Linked DNA regions of Mus musculus: region 2 is linked to region 1. Evidence: chromatin contacts called from public HiChIP or PLAC-seq data. All regions are on one chromosome and are shown on one strand. The core of a region is the stretch at or near the end of the contact, and the rest is flanking DNA. Distances in the headings are between cores, read along the strand shown. Region 1 overlaps Slc12a6 (solute carrier family 12, member 6). Region 2 holds the start of Emc7 (ER membrane protein complex subunit 7).

Region 1 (6,866 bases), core at 3,954-6,453:
TTTTACCCATTCTGTAGGCTTTCTCTTCACTCAGATGATGGTGTCCTTTGATGTACAACTTTTTAGCTTCATGAAGTTCCATTTATTAATTGTTGGTCTTAATGGCTACAATATTGAGATCTTGTTCAGAAAATCCTTTCCTGCACCCACCAGTTCAAACAATTTCCTACTTTTTTTTTGTCTGTCAGATCTAGGGTATCAGGTTATATGTGATCCATTTGGAATTGAGTTTTGTGTGTTTCATTCTCTATGTAGCAGACCAGTGTGAGCAACACCGTCTGCTGAAGATGCTTCTTTTCTCCAGTGTGTATTATTGGCTTCTTATAGATGAATAGGTAGCTGTAGGAGTGTGGGTTTATATGTGCATCCTTAATTTGATCCCAATGACTATTGTTACGCCAGTACCATGCTGGTTTTATTACTATAGGTCTGTAATACAGCTTGAAATCTGGGATTGTTGTTATTTTGGCTATTCTTGGTCTTTTTTATTCCCATATGGAATTTAAGAATGATTTTTCAACTTCTGTAAAGAACTGTATTGGAGTTTTGATGGGGATTGCATTGAGTCTATAGATTGCTTTTGGTAAAATGGCTTTTTAATCTCAATCAATTCATGAGTATGGTTGGGGTGTGTATTAGTCAGGGTTCTCTAGAGTCACAGAACTTATGGATAGTCTCTATATAGTAAAGGAATTTATTGGTGACTTACAATCTGCAGTCCAATTCCCAACAATGGTTCAGGAGTAGCTGTGAATGGAAGTCCAAGGATCTAGCAGTTACTCAGTCCCACACGGCAAGCAAGCCAAAAAGAGACTCTCTTCTTCCAATGTCCTTATATGGTCTCCAGCAAAAGGTGTAGCCCAGATTAAAGGTGTGTTCCACCACACCTTTAATCCCAGATGACCTTGAACTCGGAGATCTCTTTGTCTTAATTTTCTGGAATCCATAGCCACTATGCCTCAAGATCTCCATACCAAGATCCAGATCAGAAAATTCTATCTCCCAGCCTCCAGATAAGGGTTACCTGTGAGCCTTCTAATTCTGGATTGTAGTTCATTCCAAATATAGTCAAGTTGACAACCAGGATTAGCCACTACAGGGTGTGTGTCCATCTTCTGGTATCTTCTTCAGTTTCTGCTTTCAGTACCCTTACTATTTGTACAAATCTGTTATTTTCTTGGTCATATTTATTCCAAGGTATTTTGAAACACTATTTGAATAGTATTGTTTGTTTGGTTTCTTTCCTGTTATGTTTTGCCATCAAACTAGTTTTGGAAGTTTAGATGCTTCATGTATTGGCCAGAGCATTGAGCCTAACTTAGCTTTGGCTTCTTTATACATTTCCTACTGATATCACAGAATTATCATGAGAACCAAAGAAAATATTTGAAAACTAAGTGTAGGGTATTGTGGGTTGTGTGGTCCCAGTATCTGCTCTGCCATAGGGCACAGCTGCAGGAGAGGTGGTACTTGGGAAGTTGACCACACTTACCCCACAACAGGTGGGTATTGGGCTGTAGAGCAGCGCAGGGACATTGGGGGTCCCCAGGCCTTTGATGAGGCTGGGGGCTTCTGGTTCTCAGGCTCTTGGTCACCCAGGCACCACTAGGAGCTACGGAAGAGCTGAGAACTGAGTGGGAACCCACAGGCTGGATCTAGGCGGGGGATTGGGGGGGTGGTGGATGAGGGAGGGGAGGAGAAGCCCCGGCGGTCCTGCTGGGGTAGTCCTAGGTTTGATGGCAGCTGCAGGCTTGGACAACTGGGCTTGGTAGAGAAGGTGGCTGGGAATACAGAGAGGTCTTCTACAGGAGATTAGATGGCGGCTTTATGGGCAAAGGCCTTCTCCTTGGCTCCCCACAGCAGATCCCCATGAAAAGAGACAGTCCATGGTTCTAAGACATTTATTGTCATGGTGGAAAGTAGTTGTTTAAAACCATACCTCACTTCTGAGGGTGGGCCTGGGTTAAATACCTTTTGCAGAGAGAAGTGTCTGGGAAGGAAAGCTTATTGGCTAAGCTCTCCAGCCTTTAGGTACCTCATTAAAATGAAGATCTGTCTTGAGCCTACATGACCACAAGTCACATCTACAAGTGGAGGGGTTTGGGACATTGCCCTTACACAACTGATAGCCACAAATCTATGGGGAGTGGGGGTGGGGGTGGGGTGATTTGGCTAGTGATGGAGCCTGGTGCCCAGGAATCAGGTGAAGTGCATGCTGTCCCTTCAGGATTTCTGGGGCTTTAAGCCTTAGCTCAACCAGGGACCATGCCCGCCTTTCACGGCCCCACAGGGTGTTATTAAATATAAATAAATTACTACCACTGTTCTCAGTTTCTTATATTTGGTTTAAAAGCTTCTTATATTAGGAATTGTCTTTTGTATGGGATGTGTCTATGTGAGACAGGGTCTTAATATATAACCCTGATTGGCCTAGAACTTGCTATGTAGACAGGCTGTCCTCCAACTCCTTCCTGTCTCTGCCTTCCAGCATTGTGATTAAAGCCACATGATACCATGCCCAGCTTTTTTCTTCTCTGTGCATATTCATAAATATACTCCACCCCCCCCCACTTCTTTCCCCCACCCTGCCTCAGTGAAATGCTGTCTTGAGAGCTCAGTCAATCTTCTTTTTTTTTTTTTTTGCCGTTTTAGTCCTTTCTGTTCTTCATTATTGCACCTCATTTCTCTTTCTTTTCCTTTTCTTTATTAGATATTTTCTTTATTTACATTTCAAATGTTATCCCCTTTCCTAGTTTCCCTTCTGAAAAATCCCCTATCCTCTTCCCCCTCCCACTGCTCACCAACCTACCCACTCCTGCTTCCTGGCCCTGGCATTCCCCTATACTGGGGCATAGAACCTTCACAGGACCAAGGGCTTCTCTTCCCATTGATGACCGACTAGGCCATCCTCTGCTACATAGGCAGCTAGAGCCATGATTCCCACCATGTGTTTTCTTTGGTTGGTGGTTTAGTCCCAGGGAGCTCTGTGGGGGGCAGGTTAGTTCATATTATTGTTCCTCATATAGAGCTGCAAACCCCTTCGGCTCCTTGGGTACTTTCTCTAGCTCCTTCATTGGGGACCCTGTGCTCAGTCCAATGGATGGCTGGGGGCATCTACTTTTGTATTTGTTAGGCACTGGCAGAGCCTCTCAGGAGACAGCTATATCAGGCTCCTGTCAGCAAGCTCTTGTTGGCGTCCACAATAGTGTCTAGTTTTAGTGGTTGTTTATGAGGTGTATATCCCCAGGTGGGGCAGTCTCTGGATGGTCATTCCTTCAGTGTCTACTTCACACTTTGTCTCTGTAACTCCTTCCATGGGAATTTTGTTCCCCCTTCTAAGAAGGACTGAAGTATCCACAGTTAGTCTTCCTTCTTGAGTTTCATGTGTTTTGCGAATTGTATCTTGGGCATTGCTGTCTTGAGAGCTCAATCAATCTTCTTATCCCAGCCTGCCAAGTTGCTAAACTTGAAGCCATGTACCACGGATGCCCAATACATTCAATTCTCTTAAAAATAGTTGTTTAATGAGTATCTTCTATCTATCTGATCCTCACAATTTTATGTTTTATTACATAAATAGAAAATTTTATTTTCATTGCCTAAATAGAAAATTAAAGCTAAAAATTATTTAGTCATTATCCCAGATTAAATGAATAGTGCAAGGTGAAGTTAGAATCTTACCTGCATTTTTACCTCCCAGTCCTGTGTTCTTGTTTCCATTGCCCCTTGTATGTGCCCTTGTATGTATGATGGTGGGCTCTCCATACGTCACCATTCTAGGAATTCCCTTTGTCTCTCCTGAAATGATAACAGCAGTAGCCACAGCATGGGATGGAAATGCTGTAGAAATAATACAGATAAACTGTTTGGGTGTCTGTCATATACATATTCTAACAACTGCTGTGGATAACCATTGCTGTTATTTTCATACAAAAATTTGTTATATTTGACTCTAAAACTGTCATGACATATATATTTATATCATAAATGGACTGATTAAACATTATATAAAACTGATATATATCTGAAGAGATAGTAGAGCATTTCTCTGAAAGCTAACATGAATTACTTAAGCAAGTCAGCCCAACAATAAAGTTCTGTGACAGAGTGGATTAGCACAAAAGTTTTAAAAAGATACAAATATTGTCTCACTTCTGTCATTAACCAAGGTTGGAAATGATAGGCATATGCCTGCCTAGTAGGTATGAGTCAGAGAAGAAGACATGAGTTGTATAGCTTCTATCAAATGACTAATCGATCAGTAGATATTTATAGGTTTATACTCTTAAATTGTTCATGTACAAGCATGTGCTGTAATAGTAGAGATCAGAGCACAGCCATCTTCATATGGGTTCCAGGAATGGAACTCAGGTCTTCAAGTTTACCAGGAAGTATGACAACCCACTGGATCAACACACCAGCCTTGTAAATAATTGTATGCAATCTATAGCTTTTAATTTTAATATCTGTCCTGATAACAGTGGTTAGAAGTCTTGTATTTTAACAGTCTCCGTTTTTAGTTTCTATCCTTGAAACCATATGGCATAAGTCTCCAAGCGAACCAAGGTCTTACACTAGCAGTTTTTAAAGTTTGCTCCCTCAGCTTTTTTTCCAGAAATACAGGAATAGCATTAGTAATGTTTGTAGCTGTATTAGATGGCTTTATATTTGAGCTGCATGATGTGTCATCCTCTCTGAAGCGTGTCGTGAGCCCATACTGTCTTATGACTTGGGAGAGAGGGATGGATGCTGAAAAGCTATTGAACAAAGGAAATATTAAAAAGAACAAAACTGAGTATTTATGTTAGTCCTGTAAATGCTGTAAATGAAAACCACAGGGGGCTGGTGAGATGGCTCAGTGGGTAAGAGCACCCGACTGCTCTTCCGAAGGTCCGAAGTTCAAATCCCGGCAACCACATGGTAGCTCACAACCACCCATAATGAGATCTGATGCCCTCTTCTGGTGCATCTGAAGACAGCTACAGTGTGCTTACATATAATAAATAAATAAATAAATAAATAAATAAATAAATAAATAAATAAATCTTTAAAAAAAAAAAAGAAAAGAAAACCACAGTCTGTCAAAACTATAAGGTGATCGTTCCATTCAGGAGGTTGAGGCAGGAGGTTGTCAGACATCCTGAGCTTCACAGTGTCTCAGTCCCCAGTAGCACCAGAATACAGCCCCAAAGCAAAATCGTCATCACTTACTCTGCTCTGCATTGTGACATAGTGTAACACAAATCTGCATTCTGACAGTTATTTGTTTTTGTCTTTGGGATATACATTCTTATTATGTGTAGCCCGGGCTTCTTCAACCTTGAGATTCTCCGCCTTCACATTTAGGATTATAGGAATATAATCTACCAAGCCTAGCTCATGGTTTTTAAAATGTACAGTTCAGTTGTATTAAGTATCTTCTCATTGTTCTACCAAAGAGCTTCAGAACGCTTACATTGTGTGACTCATCGTACAAATCTCCACTTTTTTTCCCTCCCAGCTCTTAGTAACCATCCTTCCTGGTTCTGAGTTTGACTACTTTGGAGTTTCAGACAAGTAGAGTCATATGGTACTTGGCTCTGTTCCTGTGTGACTGAGTTATTCCATTAGCATGTTCTCAAAGATTCATCTGTCCTGTAGTTTGTGGCCAAATTACCTTCCTTTTAAACTGTACATATATACTACATTTAGTTTACCCATTCAGCAATGGACATTTGAATGACTTCTCATTAAATGAATTCTTAATATATTTACTAGCTGCTGGGAAACCTCACAGCTAACCAGAGATCCAGGCCACTGATCTGTCATCACAAAGACTCTCCTACATAGCTGTCTTGGGAAACGACTAAAAGCTGACCTCTTGAGCTAGGTTACTTGTCCTGTCCCAGTCTTCTGTGGCGCTCGTACCCAGCTCTGACTGCTGCTTGTCATCTTGGCTACTTTCCAACCTTACTCAGGATGCCGTTTTCTTTTCCGGGATCATCTTAGCTTTCTAACTGTGCTTCCTGTACCTCCTCCTCATCGTGCAGTCTGTTCTTGATAGCAGCTGCAGTGATCCTGTGGAGATAGCAAGCCTTCCAGTGACTTCCTATTGTACTCAGAGTAACTCAGAAGTCCAGACTGTGCCCTAGAAGGCCTCGTGTGACCCATGCTTTCTTCACTGCCTGCATTCGTCTCTTAGACCATGTTCCATTGCTCCCTGTTTATGCTGCTGATAGCCTGGTTTACTCGTTCACTGAACAGGACAGCTCGGACCTTGGTTCTGAGTATTTCCTCTTTCTGCACAGTTCTTTTCTTTTCCTTCCTTCCTTTCTTTCTATTTTTTCCAGAATATGGTGTCAAATCCCCTGGAACTAGAGTGATAGGCAACTGTGAGCCTATTGGGGTACTACTGTCTGAACCAAGGTTCTTTTCAAGAGCTGTAAGCCCTCTCAACAGGGACATCCATCGAGCCCCTTATTTCTGTTCTTACTCCCTTTACAATCCAACCATCAGCATGCCTTTTAAACAGTTAACCAGGCGTGTTGTGTGGCTGTGTAAAACCTCCCAGTAGACCTTGTTCAACGTAAAAGTGACAATCATTGTCTTGTCTTCAGGACCTTGAGTATAACTGCTATCTACCTGTTTCCTGACCCTTTTAACCACTGTGCTACTCATTACACTTCAGCACATCACAAGTTCCCAAGAGTACCAAGCTGACTCCCATTTGATACTGCCTTTCCTCATCCATCCCCCTGCTCCAAGCAGTCATTTTCAAGATTGTCATGCTTACCTTCTTTTTATAGAGACCTTTATTTTTTTAAGGTTTTATTTTTATTATTTTAATTATGTTTCTTATTCTACGTCCCTTGGCCAGTTAGTCACCC
Region 2 (7,128 bases), core at 3,426-5,925, 150 kb after region 1:
ATGAGCCCTTAGACTTGTGTCCTCTGGTCAGTGTGTGGAGTCCTGCGTTTGACAGTCGAGGATTTCCAAATACTAGATGCTTTGCTAAGTGACAGTAGACTAAGGACTAAGGTAGAGCGGGAGACAGATCTCAGTCGGTGTTTGCTGCTTGTCTTCTTCCGCTCATACTCCTACAGAAAAAGCAACTCCCACGTTCCCCTCTTCATTTTCAGAACCGGTGCAACAAAGTATCAACAAAGAAGAAAAAAAATACACTTGAAAAAAAAATATAAAGACTTGCTTTGAAGTTATTTTTATTTGGGCATATTTGTAACATTTTTATCGTTTTATAGAGGTGTTAGTTTACTTTGTGTTTTCTAAAACCACTCTAGCAGTTAAGGATTGGGGCACTGCTACACAGTCTCATATTTTAACGGTGATTCAATAATGGTTATGTCTGCCCTAGCTGGATTTGAAATAACCCTGAAACTGTCTGAGGGCTCAGCCCTCCGGCAAAGTGAACCTGGTGATCAGTGATGCCATTTTGGCGCTTTTGTCTTTGATGGAATGTCTTCCTTGCAAACACATGGTTTTCCCCTAAGTCTGCAACACAATGCAGATCCCATTCGTGGTGAGGCAGAGAACAGAGACCTTGGTTGTTGCATTTAGGAGAAGGATGGTGTACTGGCTGGTTTTGGGTGTCAACTTGACACAGCTGGAGTTATCACAGAGAAAGGAGCATCAGTTGGGGAAATGCCTCCACGAGATCCAGCTGTAAGGCATTTCCTCAATTTGTGATCAAGGGGGAAAGGCCCCTTGTGGGTGGGACCATCTCTGGACTGGTAGTCTTGGTTCTATAAGAGAGCAAGCTGAGCAAGCCAGTGGAAGCAAGCCAGTAAAGAACATCCCTCCATGGCCTCTGCATCAGCTCCTGCTTCCTAACCTGTTTGAGTTCCAGTCCTGACTTCCTTTGGTGATGAACAGCAGTATGGAAGTGTAAGCTGAATAAATCCTTTCCTCCCCAAGTGCTTCTTTGTCATGATGTTTCTGCAGGAATAGAAACCCTGACTAAGACAGATGGGGAGAAAAGGTCAAAGATTGTGGGGCCAGGGAGCTGAGGGACTGGGAGTGGGGAGTGGGGAGTGGGGAGCTGGCCAAGAGCAAGAGTTGGGTTGAGGTTTGCCAAACCCTGGAATTCTAATCCTAAAATTGACAGGGGTAGGATTGCTGCCCCACCCCAAACCCGAGGCCTATGTTCAGCCTTGTCCCCAACCTCAGTAGCCAAACTTCCAATCCACTTATAAAGTCATGTTTGGCAGCATCTGGAATTTCCTTATGCAAATGAGGTATCCCCAGTGCCCAGGCCATGGACAATGATGTAACTCACCCCAAAAGCCCTTACCCGCCCCCTACGGTTTAAGTAGCCTTTGTTCCCTTATTAAAAGAGCTGTCTCCCAAGAGTCTGTTCTCGGTGAGCTCACCACTGCCTGAGGTGTCTTCTGCTCCCAGATATTCCCATTATAGGCAACCTGAACAGCAAACGATGGTGTATTAATCTAGGCCTTCCACAGCAACCCAGTTTGGCCTGTTTAACAAGAGAGCTTTATTAACTCCAGTTCCAGCAGGTAGGAATCCCAGAGAGAGATGCTGACAGTTGGTTTCTCTTCTCCACATGGTGTTTTTTTGTCTGAATATGTATGTCTCCATGTTTTGCTTGCTCCTTATTAGGAACCAGGCCTGATACATAAGGTCTTGCCCTTATGATATTTAACTTTAATTATTTCATTAGAAGTCCTATATCCAGATATATTCTTACAGGCAGTTAGAGCTTCACCAAATGACTTTGCAGGAATACAACTCACTCCATAATAGTTACAATATCTTAGCCGGGCATGGTGGCGCACGCCTTTAATCCCAGCACTCGGAAGACAGAGGCAGGTGGATTTCTGAGTTTGAGGCCAGCCTGGTCTACAAAGTGAGTTCCAGGACAGCCAGGGCTACACAGAGAAACCCTGTCTCAATAAATAAATAAATAAATAAATAAATAAATAAATAAATAAATAAAAGAAAAGAGAAAAGGAAAGAAAAGAAAAGAAAAACAAAAAAATATCTTAAGGAGTACTGTAAAAAGAAAGAACTGAGGCTGAACATGGTGGCACACACCTTTAATCCCAGCACTTGGGAGGCAGAGGCAGTTGGATTTCTGAGTTTGAGGCCAGTCTGGTCTACAAAGTGAGTTCCAGGACAGCCAGGGCTATACAGAGAAACCCTGTCTCCAAACAAACAAACAAACAAACAAAAAAACTAAACAGACAAAAAAAGAAATATCAAACAACAACAGAGAGAGAGAGAGAGAGAGAGAGAGAGAGAGAGAAAAACTGAGATAAAATGTCTTCAACCACCACTTTCCATTATCTGTTGTACTCATAAAGATAGCCCCTCCTTTCCTCAGCTTCTGTTGGATTTTAATTATATGCTATTACTACAATAACTTTTAGTACAGTATATTACTATAATTACACTATTTTATTTAAGATCATTAATCTCTTACTGTGTTTAATTAATAAATTAAACTTTTTTGTAGGTAGTAAATACAGGAGAGTCCATATAGGGTGATCTGGGGTTTTTTGCACCCATTAGGAATACTGGAACACATCATTATGGATTAAAAAAAGGAATTCTGGATATGGACATGGAAATCACATGATGAAGGAAATGCACTTTAGCAAAATCAGTAAGATTAGGAACAATTTTAACGTCTCTTAGTAGGGAATCAGGAAATCTATATACTGGGGTACTTGGTAGCCTTATTTTAAGAATGAGGAAACATTTATATACCATTGGGATAATTTACAGCCAAGAGCAGCACTAGCTCTAGCACTAGGGAGGTTGAGACAGGAAAACTGCCACAAGTTTGAGGTTAGCCTGGGTTGCATAGTGAATTCTGGGGCAGACTGAGCTATGGTATAAGACCCTGTCTATAAAACATAGACCAAAAACAGAGATTTTTTTTTCCAAGCTACATTAGGGAAAAAGGGCAAAATGAAGAACTGCATTTGTAGTTTGCTATTAGATAGATGGTGTACAAATATATACATGTAAAATAGAGATGCATTATAGCTGCATACATTTATATATTTATATGTATTATAACACATTAATTTTAATTAAATTACATATTGAGGTAATTGTGATGGCTCACAATTTATGTCAATCCTTCCAGCATTTCAGTGGCTGAAGAACAGATAAAGTTCAAGACCAGTCTGGACTGTAGTATGAAATCCTATCTAAAAAAAAACTCACGATGGGGGAGGAATTCACAACATACTGGTTTTATTTATATAATAAGCACTATTTATATAATAGTGTGTGTCAAATAAATATACATTATGTTGCATATTATATTTATTTAATATCAAGTATATGGATGTTGCTCACATGTATGTATGTATGTGAACTAGCCTGTGGAGGTATCAGATCACCTGGAATTTGAAGAGCTATAGTGTGGGGGCTGGGGACTGAACTCAGGTCTTCTGCAAGAGTAACAAGTGGTCTTAACAGCCGACTCATCTCTCTACCCCCATATATGTATATTTTTAATTTTATGTTTTTGCTTATAGACTATTTCTGGGCACAGAGTCAAGGGATGGAGATAGAGACCACTAGAAACATGCATAAAGTTAGGTGTATTAATTTCTGTAGCAAGAAAAACTCTATACCAGAGAAACTGAATAGAAGAGAATTAGTAGAAGAGTATTAGTAGAAGAGAAGATGGATGAATTTTTACAGTATTTAGGCCTCTGCTCAATGACTGAGTTATCTAAGGCAGGTAAGCATCAACTCTGAAAAGAATATGTTAGCCAACGAAACAGTGAGAAACGAAGCAGGGTTGCGGCACTCTTGGTAAATAAGAATTAAGAACTGGAAGAAGGATGCTAGACGCGGCATGGCTTTACGAAGGTAACTGTTTTCTGGTGGTCTGGCCATTTGCCCTGTCTGTGTCTTAGGTATTTTATTTACCATTTATAGTGAGTGCTTCACTTTCTCAGTCTGCAACCTTGTTTGTTAAAAAACCAAAGCATTAACACAGAATGAAAATAAACATTCTCCGCGAACTTAAACATGGATCACCATTTTTTGATATAGATTTTAAAAAACTTTTTGTTTTCCTTTTCAGCCCAAATTGTCTGCATTTCCACTCTCCATCGGGAGCTTCACTCTTTTTTTTTTTTTTTTTAACTTTTCTATGGAGGCAGAGTGCACAGGGTCTTTTACGGAGATATGTGGTAGAAAGGAGACTATTTAGAGCTAGCAAGAACCTTGAGAAAGTGATAGGGTCGATGTCTGAATGTTGTTAGCTACAGACACAGCACTCAACACTTCAGATCCTCATTCCTCTCGGTCTCATGGTCCTTTACGCCCACGATAAGACCTGCAACTGTGGACGCCACAGCAAAACTCTCTGCCAGCTTTACTTCGCCTTACATGCCCTGGCATCTTTACTTAAAAGCCTCGCCACCTTTTAAGCCCCAGCCCTGGGTCATTCGGAGCGTTGATCCTGCGCCCCTTCTCCTGATTAGTCAGCGGTCACAACTTCTCTCCGGGGCGTGGACAAGCTCCGGGCCGGATCCGGCTCGGGATGATGACGACATCGGCTGGCGACGGTGGCGGCAGCTTTAGCGGCCTTGCGGCGGGGTAGGACTTCCGGGCCGTAGGCCTGACTCCTCAGAGCTGCTGTCATGGCGGGTGCTCTGTGGGGTTTCTTCTCCGTCCTGCTTCTGTTATTATCAGGAGATGCCCACAGCTCGGAGGTGCCTGGGGCTGCTGCCGAGGGCCCGGGAGGTAGTGGGGTCGGCCTGGGAGATCGTTTTAAGATCGAGGGACGTGCGGTTGTTCCGGGGGTGAAGCCTCAGGACTGGATCTCCGCGGCCCGAGTGCTGGTAGACGGAGAAGAGCATGTCGGCTTCCTTAAGTGAGCATCCCGAGGGCAGCAGGAAAGCGATTGGGGCGGACGCTGGAAGGGTATCCAGCTAGGACAGCTGTCAGGACCCTCAGTGTAGCTGTCAGAAACTGAAGGCACCGGCGCCACTAACGGTTTGTGCTGGGAGACCTTGAGAGGCAGTCAGGTACTTCAGCAACGAGGATGGCGGACAGTGGTCCCAGGCGCCCGAGACCTATGCGGTCATTTATTTGTAGCCGTATTTTGGCTCCAGTGTGAGACAGATCATACTTGGGCCCAGGGGAGTCTCATTTATCTGTTGGGTTTTACCCGCTTTGCATTTTGTCTAGTGTTTCTGAAACCTAGTTGCTTTCTCCATGTCACTCTTCTGATAGCTTGGTGTTGTGTAGAAAGATGCTGAACAAGTGGGAATTGTCAAAGCCCAAAGGGCTCCCAGTGATGACATAGACTGTAAGGCTAATGGTCCTGCTTCTAAAATTAATGGGCCCAGAAGTCCCTAATCAAAGAGTGCTTTTTTGGGGCCCGAGTTTGTGATTATTGTTCTTTTTACAATTGAATTCATCGAGGGATTTGCGATATCATAGTCGTCATTTAAGTCAGACCAGGGTTACTCGAGATTCCTTACGCCTAGTTGTTCTTTTCTTGTTCTTAAGAGTTTGTGATTTATGTTTAGATTGGAAGGTGGGTTGAATTTCTTAATGCTTTGTCAGCAGTCCGTTTTCATTCTTCAAGCCACGAATATGTTTTAAATTTTGCCATCAGTATTTGGAGTTGAAACTATGAGTTGAAAGAAAATATTTCTTTGCTGGCTTTATAGACCAACTTCAACCATACATCTTAAATGTGGATGTTTCAACTTGAATTGCTTATTTCTGCAGATTGTTGATGTTCCCTTGTGGGATATTCAACCTCAGATTAATAAATAATGGCAAGTTGACAACCAATATTTTAATGTTATTTGGCATTAGGGTATTGTTTAAATTTTGTCCTAATTAATGTTTCATTAGTAATAAATTCCCACTAGGATGTGGGAGGTAAGGCTTAATTGAGTAGTCAACTTCTGCCGTATGCAGCACATTTGAAAACCTCCTATTTTTATTTTGAAGATATTTTACAACTTAATATAGATTGTTAGATATGTTTAGCCTTGCACAGTGACATAGACCTAGCATCTCAGCTACTCAGGAATCGGAAGCAGAAGGACCATAAGCTAAAGGGTACTCTGAACTATTTCGTTGAGACCCTGTCTCAAAGAAGAAGGAAAAAAAGCTGGTGGTACAGTGTTGTGGTGGGACTTAGTATGCAAGAGGTCCAAGTACAAATAAATAAATGTTTATTGAAGAAAATATAAATAAGATATTTTCTTTTTAAAAGATGCAACAGAAAGATAATAACCTTTAATGTTTTATAGTAAATTTTTTTCTGACTCTGTAGAATCATATGACTTGTCTTTAAGAGTAAAGCATATAAGACCATAATTTTCATTTAACATTTATGAACATGTTTTTATTCATGCTCTTATATTCATATAGAGGGCTAATTGAGAGTCGATGTGGTTTTTATGGTGATAGTCTTTTTTTTTTTGTTTGTTTTTAGGCTTTTTATTTTTTGGCTTTTTGAGACAGGGTTTCTCTGTGTAGCCCTTTGCTGTCCTCGAATTCACTTTGTAGACCAGGCTGGCTTTGAACTCAGAATTTCGAATGCCTCTACCTCCCAAGTGCTGGGATTAAAGGAATGCGCCACCACTGACCGGCTTATGGTGATAGTGTTGTTGGAAATAGGCTTGGTAATTTGTCTTATTTTTTTGAATAACCAGCACACAAGTTTGACTATATTTTTGGTTTCTAGGGAAGTAGCTTGGAACTTTACTAATGGAGGTGAGAGGAAGTGGGTTAAAGAGCACTTAAGCCACTTTTCATATCATAATGTGCATATAAATCACAACTCGCTTTTCCAGTCTTCTGCTTTTGGACAGTTAGGTGGTTGCCAGGTGTTTTGTTTTGTTTTGTTTTGTTTTATTTTGTTTTGAAATTATAAGCTTATATACTACTTACTTGTGACTTTTTAAAAAATAATTATTTATTTATAATACTGTAGCTGTCTTCAGACACACCAGAAGAGGGCATCAGATCCCATTACAGATGGTTGTGAGCCACCATGTGGTTCCTAGGATTTGAACTCAGAACCTC

The links. HiChIP or PLAC-seq counts read pairs in DNA pulled down with a chosen protein or histone mark.
Region 2: a contact with region 1 is called in an H3K4me3 HiChIP or PLAC-seq map of bone marrow-derived macrophages, with 3 times the contacts expected there. The contact joins the promoter of Emc7 here to the enhancer-like site in region 1. A contact is called at or near these places in 4 of 39 promoter capture datasets (the 3T3-L1 cell line, the HPC-7 cell line, liver and 1 more), 2 of 115 datasets of contacts at active chromatin or transcription factors (bone marrow-derived macrophages and embryonic stem cells) and 3 of 9 other capture datasets (adipose tissue, liver and pancreatic islet).

The regions. Positions count from the first base shown.
Region 1 is chr2:112,303,343-112,310,208 of GRCm38.p6, forward strand. All of the region lies in intron 1 of Slc12a6 (solute carrier family 12, member 6), which reads left to right. Among named protein-coding and RNA genes, the nearest start is that of Slc12a6, 40 kb to the left of the region's middle. Within about 2 kb of position 5,204, at least 99 of the 459 cell types and tissues checked have an H3K27ac peak or open chromatin away from gene starts, as enhancers often do. A contact at or near this core is called in the HPC-7 cell line, adipose tissue and bone marrow-derived macrophages, where this site is marked.
Region 2 is chr2:112,450,350-112,457,477 of GRCm38.p6, forward strand. It overlaps Emc7 (ER membrane protein complex subunit 7), which reads left to right and starts at 4,676. Exons shown (of 5, transcript NM_133749.2): 1 at 4,676-4,951. The coding sequence starts at 4,719.